Linked DNA regions of Mus musculus: region 1 is linked to region 2. A link is a contact called in public HiChIP or PLAC-seq data. All regions are on one chromosome and are shown on one strand. Each heading gives the region's core, a stretch centred on a gene start, on an enhancer-like site or on the middle of the called end of the contact. The rest is flanking DNA. Distances are from core to core; before and after follow the strand shown. Region 1 overlaps Lhfpl3 (lipoma HMGIC fusion partner-like 3). Region 2 holds the start of Lhfpl3 (lipoma HMGIC fusion partner-like 3).

What was found. HiChIP or PLAC-seq counts read pairs in DNA pulled down with a chosen protein or histone mark.
Region 1: an H3K27ac HiChIP or PLAC-seq map of neural progenitor cells shows a contact between it and region 2, with 8 times the contacts expected there. The contact joins the enhancer-like site here to the promoter of Lhfpl3 in region 2. A contact is called at or near these places in 4 of 39 promoter capture datasets (epiblast stem cells, frontonasal cranial neural crest, maxillary cranial neural crest and 1 more), 3 of 115 datasets of contacts at active chromatin or transcription factors (embryonic forebrain, forebrain and neural progenitor cells) and 1 of 9 other capture datasets (adipose tissue).

What each region holds. Positions count from the first base shown.
Region 1 is chr5:23,002,338-23,005,129 of GRCm38.p6, forward strand. The region is part of intron 1 of Lhfpl3 (lipoma HMGIC fusion partner-like 3); the gene reads left to right. Among named protein-coding and RNA genes, the nearest start is that of A930003O13Rik, 260 kb to the left of the region's middle. Within about 2 kb of position 1,269, at least 8 of the 459 cell types and tissues checked have an H3K27ac peak or open chromatin away from gene starts, as enhancers often do. A contact at or near this core is called in neural progenitor cells, where this site is marked.
Region 2 is chr5:22,744,401-22,747,363 of GRCm38.p6, forward strand. It overlaps Lhfpl3 (lipoma HMGIC fusion partner-like 3), which reads left to right and starts at 1,654. Exons shown (of 3, transcript NM_029990.2): 1 at 1,654-2,225. The coding sequence starts at 1,793. It overlaps A930003O13Rik (RIKEN cDNA A930003O13 gene), which reads right to left and starts at 2,484. Exons shown (of 3, transcript NR_027362.1): 1 at 1,185-2,484.

The DNA of each region.
Region 1 (2,792 bases), core at 19-2,518, 260 kb after region 2:
GGTATATTGCCAATCAGGTCTTAATACTACACTAGGCAAAGCTTTTTCTAAATCACTGTCATGCTTAGCTAAGATAAAGCACCAAGAATCAAAAAAAATCACAGCTCTAGCATACATAATCCTCAGATGCTGGGAAATCAAGTTGTACAATTGGACAAGTGAAAGAAAATCAAATGTTCAATGATTTTGTATCTGATGATGTAATGAGGGTATTTATCAAGTGTGTCTTGGGGACTTGCCAGTGATGACATAAATAGCATTTGCTTGGAGACTCTGTCATTGGAATGCTAAATGTGGTTAATACATCTCCTCTTCAGTCTCAGGTGCAATTGTCAAGGAACTCATTGTATGTGCAGAATTGTTAGATTATTTGCAAGAAGTGGCATTGTGTGCTCAGCATTGTGAGTAAGTAGCAGTATTATGTGAGAGAAATAAAGCTATAGTCCTATTACTGAGATTTGCTCTGACATAAATGTGGGCTTTCTCAGGTTTTTACAAGATTTTCCAGTGTGAATATAACTAAAGATTTGTTTTGTTTTGTTTTTAAAGATATTAAATGTGGACTACAATTCTATTTTCATTGATGAATGATGTCATCTCTGGCCACTTAGGTCACACTTTTTAGAAGCTATTCCTTACGTGGTAGATTTCTGATCTTGAATGTAAAGCAGGCTTCTCAAATCTAAGGGATTTATGGCTGTCTCCAGCAGTACTTATAGCAAACATTAACTTAAGATATTCCAAAACTATCATTTAACCAAATGTCTGAAGTGTTGCTTTAAAATACTACCTTGCTTTTTGTCAAATCATCTTATTTGGGGGTTATTCCTTTTATTTCTTTTGTGTAAATGTAACACAGCTATTTATTTAGCCAAAAATAGCTTATTCATGTCACCAGCCGATAATTGGCAAAGCTGTCTTTTATAGGGTGTAGGTGTTCCTTATTCCCTGTCAGAGTGGCCCCTTTCACTCTGTCCTTTGTATTCAAAGGTCATTGCTTATGTCACTGAGATCAGTGTGGTGAATGCAGATCAGAAGCAATCTGTTCCTTGCATTGCTTTCTATAATTGGAAATCAAAATCATTTAATTTGCTCCTGATGGCAACAAGCTAGTATTGTTCACCTTGCAGTACTTACTGGGCTGTTAGCAACTCATCTTCTTCAAGAGACCCTCATCACATCTGTTCTGCCTGCCCTGCCCAGATCTACTGGGAAGCTCTTTGCAAGCCTTCTGTTATTTGTCATTGTATATGTCCAACCCTGCAGAGACAGTGTAACACCAGGGCTGGCTTCAGTGCTGATGGAATGGCTGTATTCCAGCTCATTACTCATAACTCAGACCTGATGCATAAAAAGTGGCCCATTTCTGTTTGGAAAGTCTTTAAAATTCTATTTATGGTAATTTACATGGCCAGTGTATCTCAGCGACACTGGCCTTTTAAGATGGTGTCTATGCTCCCGTGCCTAGCTGAGTCTTCTGTTGACTGTAATGTTGATTCTCCACTGGACCAAGTAGAAAACTTTCCAAGTGAACTGTGTATATTTTTAATTTTGCATATGCTTCAAGAATATGATGCTTCCTTTTGTATTATACTTCTCCTGCAGCAGTCAGCTCCAATTCAACAATGAGCCTCCAGTGAGCAAAGAACCAGGTCCCTCAAGGAAGAAATTCAGGAGAAATAAAAGACAAAGCACCTGCTTTGGTGGCATTGATTACTTCCTGGCAGGGTCTCAGCAGTTGTATAAAGGAGATTACAAACATTTAAATTCATAAGTTATACTGCATATCACATTGGAGCTCCCACACACATATATGAGGAGGTTAGTAGACTGATTCATGTGACCACAGAGGCTGCAAAGTTACATAATGGCCATAGGCAAACTTAGACAGTCAGGGAAACTGGCAGCTGCTTAGTCTGAGAAGCTGGAAGCACCAGAAGAGGAAAAGGATGAGTGTCAAACCTCATTATGAGACTAAGTATACAATAGATACTCAGAAGCATAGCTAGAGCAGGCAACTTACAAAGTCTGCCAACAATAAAATAAATTGTACAGTTTGAGGAGAGAGAGCATGGGGAAGGAAGGGCTGCTTCTGTCCTCTGCCTTCGAATCCCCTTTGTAACTTAAAGGTAACTTAAAGAGACGTTTCGGTTGCAGAGCAATGAACCAGAATGCAAAGGGCCTTAAACTCACTCTGCAGCACTGAGAAGAGGAGAAGGGAGGAAAGAGAGGAAGCAGAGGGAAGATGAAAGATTGGCTGAATAGTAACGAGCTCAATGTGTCCATCCTGTCCAAAGATACTTTCCAAACTTCTCCTGAAGCCATCCATGACTTCTTGGATGATGTGAATACTCAGGGAAAAGTTCCTTCTTCGTCTTCCAGGACGATGACCCAGGTCCTCCTGTTGGAGAGGAAAAAGCTTTGACTTGTTGAATTGCACGTGGTTCTGTGCCATGCTGGTGGATTTTCTGGAAATATGTCCTTGGCTGCCTGGAAAAGTTACTAACAAGGGAATGCCTCCTCTCTTGCAATGCCTCTGTAATATAAAATAGGTAAGTATTATATACATACATACATACATACATACATACATACATACATACATACATACATGAGTTTACCATCATACTAGTTGTCAAAGGAAAAGCACTTAAAAAGAGCAAGGTAAAATTTTTCTGAGCAAGCAAAGATGTATGAATGTATAGTTAATAAGTGAGACAACGTGCTTGTCGTTTCCCAAGCTTATCAATATCCTCTCTCAATATCACACCGAATGTGCTTCTAAACTACTC
Region 2 (2,963 bases), core at 404-2,903:
AGGCTTTCTGAAAGGTTATAGCTACACTTGATAGCAATTCTGGCTTACCTCAGCAACCACATTCCCTGATCTGTCTAACGATGTCCTCTTTTCCAAACTCAGCCTCACGGATCTTGAACTGTAATTCCGCAGCTGGATGCAGAGGAAACGCTCCTGTGTAATTCTAACACTTGCACCTCAAATCGTTCATAGTTGCAGCAGAAGGTCCTTCATTGCCTCTGTGTCCCTAATCCTAAACCCCCTCTCTTTACTCCCCCACCCCCATAATTGCAAATCCTCAGGGTATCAGATCAAGAGCATAATTAATCTCCATCATTTACACGTTGGGCCCAATTTTACTGAAGGGTAATTTACATAGTACAGACTTCTGGATGAGTCTATGGGCGCATTCTTTCATCTGCTCAAAGAATGCAGCATTACATTGTGGAGTTTAAGATTATTTGTACCAAAATCTATTCCTGCAATTGAGCATTGTCGGTTTGCTATACGGTTCAGAAGGAACCAGATAGTAACCGACCACAGGAAAAAAAAAATAGAGATAGCAATGAGCAACTCATTTTGAAAGGGCTGTAAAAAAGGGCAGTATCAAGAATGGAGAAAGTAAATGAGAGAAGGGGACAGTGTAAAGTACACATTAATTGTGCAAGAGATTGTTTGCAGACGATCCGGGGAAATTACACTAAAACCAATTCTCGGGTTAACTGGAGCTTTTGGTTGTGGGAGAGGTGGAAATACTTCCACTGTTAAGGCACTCATCCCATTTATCTTTATCCCTCTTTATCTTTAGCACATGCTAGCTGCCAATGAGTATTTGTGCAATAAATGAAACACCTGCCAAATTATCCGATGTTTTCAAACAAACTCTAAAATTCTGTGATAACTACTTCTGTGCATGCAGGCCCCATCTATTGCAAGCCGCGTGGGAGAGAAAAGGTTTGACTTCAAGCGAAGCTTGGGGTTTCCATTTGCCATAGTTCATTTGGTTGCATAGTGGAAAAGTGGGACGAGAAACAATAGAGGATCACCCTCCAGGCGTGACTTCTACATTATTGTGTGACAGACTTCTGCCCAACTTCTCCTGTCTCCATCTGCCAACCTGAGGTCACCTAAGAGTTAGCTTGGGGCAATTCTGTGGTTTTAACAGGGATACCTCCCCGGGAACCACATCTCTCTTCCTTTCTCACCTACACCTGCCATAAGGCTGCCTCTTTTTTTCCCTGCAGAGATGCAGAGGTCAAAGCACGTTCCTGTGCGGTGATGAAAAGCTCAGGATCAGCCTCTTGGCCAGCAGCACATCCTCCAGGATCCAGGGAGTGCCTCTAGGATTCCTCTGGGCGCGCTCTTATAACTCCACGTCTGCTTCTCTTGCTCCTGGCACTTAAGAAGCATCTCCTGGTAGCCGCGATCCTCTGTGACCTGGGGCACCAGCAGAGCCTACAGGAAAGAGGGTCAAAGGCGAGATGAAGAGTAAGGGGGCGTGAGGGCTCGCAGGCTTCAGCTGCAGCAGCTGCAGCAACGAGCAGAGGAGTGGAGGGTGCAAAGCAGGGCTGGAGCCGGGTCCAGGAGGGAGGGAAGAGGGGGGCGGGAGGCTGTGCCTGGCGAGCCGGAGGGGTGCTCCACGCTCCCCCTCCCTCCTTCCGGGAGCGAGGGTGCAGACTCTAGAACTGGTGCTGCTGGGCTGAGGCGGAGGCAGGGGAATTGCAACGCACGCCGCTCGCTCGGCGAGTGTGTCTCCTGCGCGCCGAGAGGCGGGGGGAGGCGGAGGACCGGGAGGAGGAGGAGGAGGGGGAGAATGCCCGGAGCCGCCGCCGCCGCCGCCGCGATGCTCCCGGCTCAGGAGGCTGCCAAGCTGTACCACACCAACTATGTGCGGAACTCGCGGGCCATCGGCGTGCTGTGGGCCATCTTCACCATCTGCTTTGCCATCGTCAATGTGGTGTGCTTCATCCAGCCCTACTGGATCGGCGACGGCGTGGACACCCCGCAAGCCGGCTATTTCGGGCTCTTCCACTACTGCATCGGCAACGGCTTCTCCCGGGAGCTGACCTGCAGGGGTAGCTTCACGGACTTCTCCACGCTGCCCTCGGGCGCCTTCAAAGCCGCCTCCTTCTTCATCGGCCTCTCCATGATGCTCATCATCGCCTGCATCGTTTGCTTTACCCTCTTCTTCTTCTGCAACACAGCCACCGTGTACAAGATCTGTGCTTGGATGCAGCTCACCTCCGGTGAGTGCGCGCTCACCTCCACGGAGGCAGGGGACCCCTGGGTGTCCGAGCTCCAGAGAGGCTGGAGTGGGAGGGACCGCTTCCTGAGCTCTGCCAGTCCGGGACAACTTAATCCTCTCTCAGGTTGAAGGCGTGGAAGGAGGAACCCCCAGGTTCCTCAACCTTGGCACTGGCGCCAGGTCCCCAGGCGTTTCCGAACCTCTTGGATGCTAGGGACGCCACCCATAGGGACGCCTTGGAGGCTGAGCAGTTGTTGGGCAGAGTCCGCTCAGAACTAATGATGGGGTAGTGGGGCGGAGAAGTGGCCACTTAGAGGCTGGGCTCCGTGTGTGTGTGTGTGTGTGTGTGTGTGTGTGTGTGTGTGTGTGTGTTTATGTGCGTGAGCTGGGGACTAGGGGAGTCTGGTACAAGCGGGTGAAAAGAGGATTTAGAGCAAGCCAACCTGTTCTGCCCTTCCCTGGATTATTTCCGCCTTTGCTTCAGGGTGTGTGAGTGTTGGGAGGAAGGGGGGGGGGCGTGTAAATTTGTCTTTGGCAACCATAAATATTTTATCATCCATCTGGTGATGAGTAAATCCTAATTTTGTTTAGGCACCCCTCCCTCCCCCGGTTTTCTTAAAAAGAAAAAAAAAAATGTAGCGTAGAGTGTTCCTTAGCAGTTCCTCGATGCCACACCTCCAGCGTCTCCTTGTCAGCCAAGGTCCTTCCATTTCATCTCTAAACAGGCAGAGACGTCTTG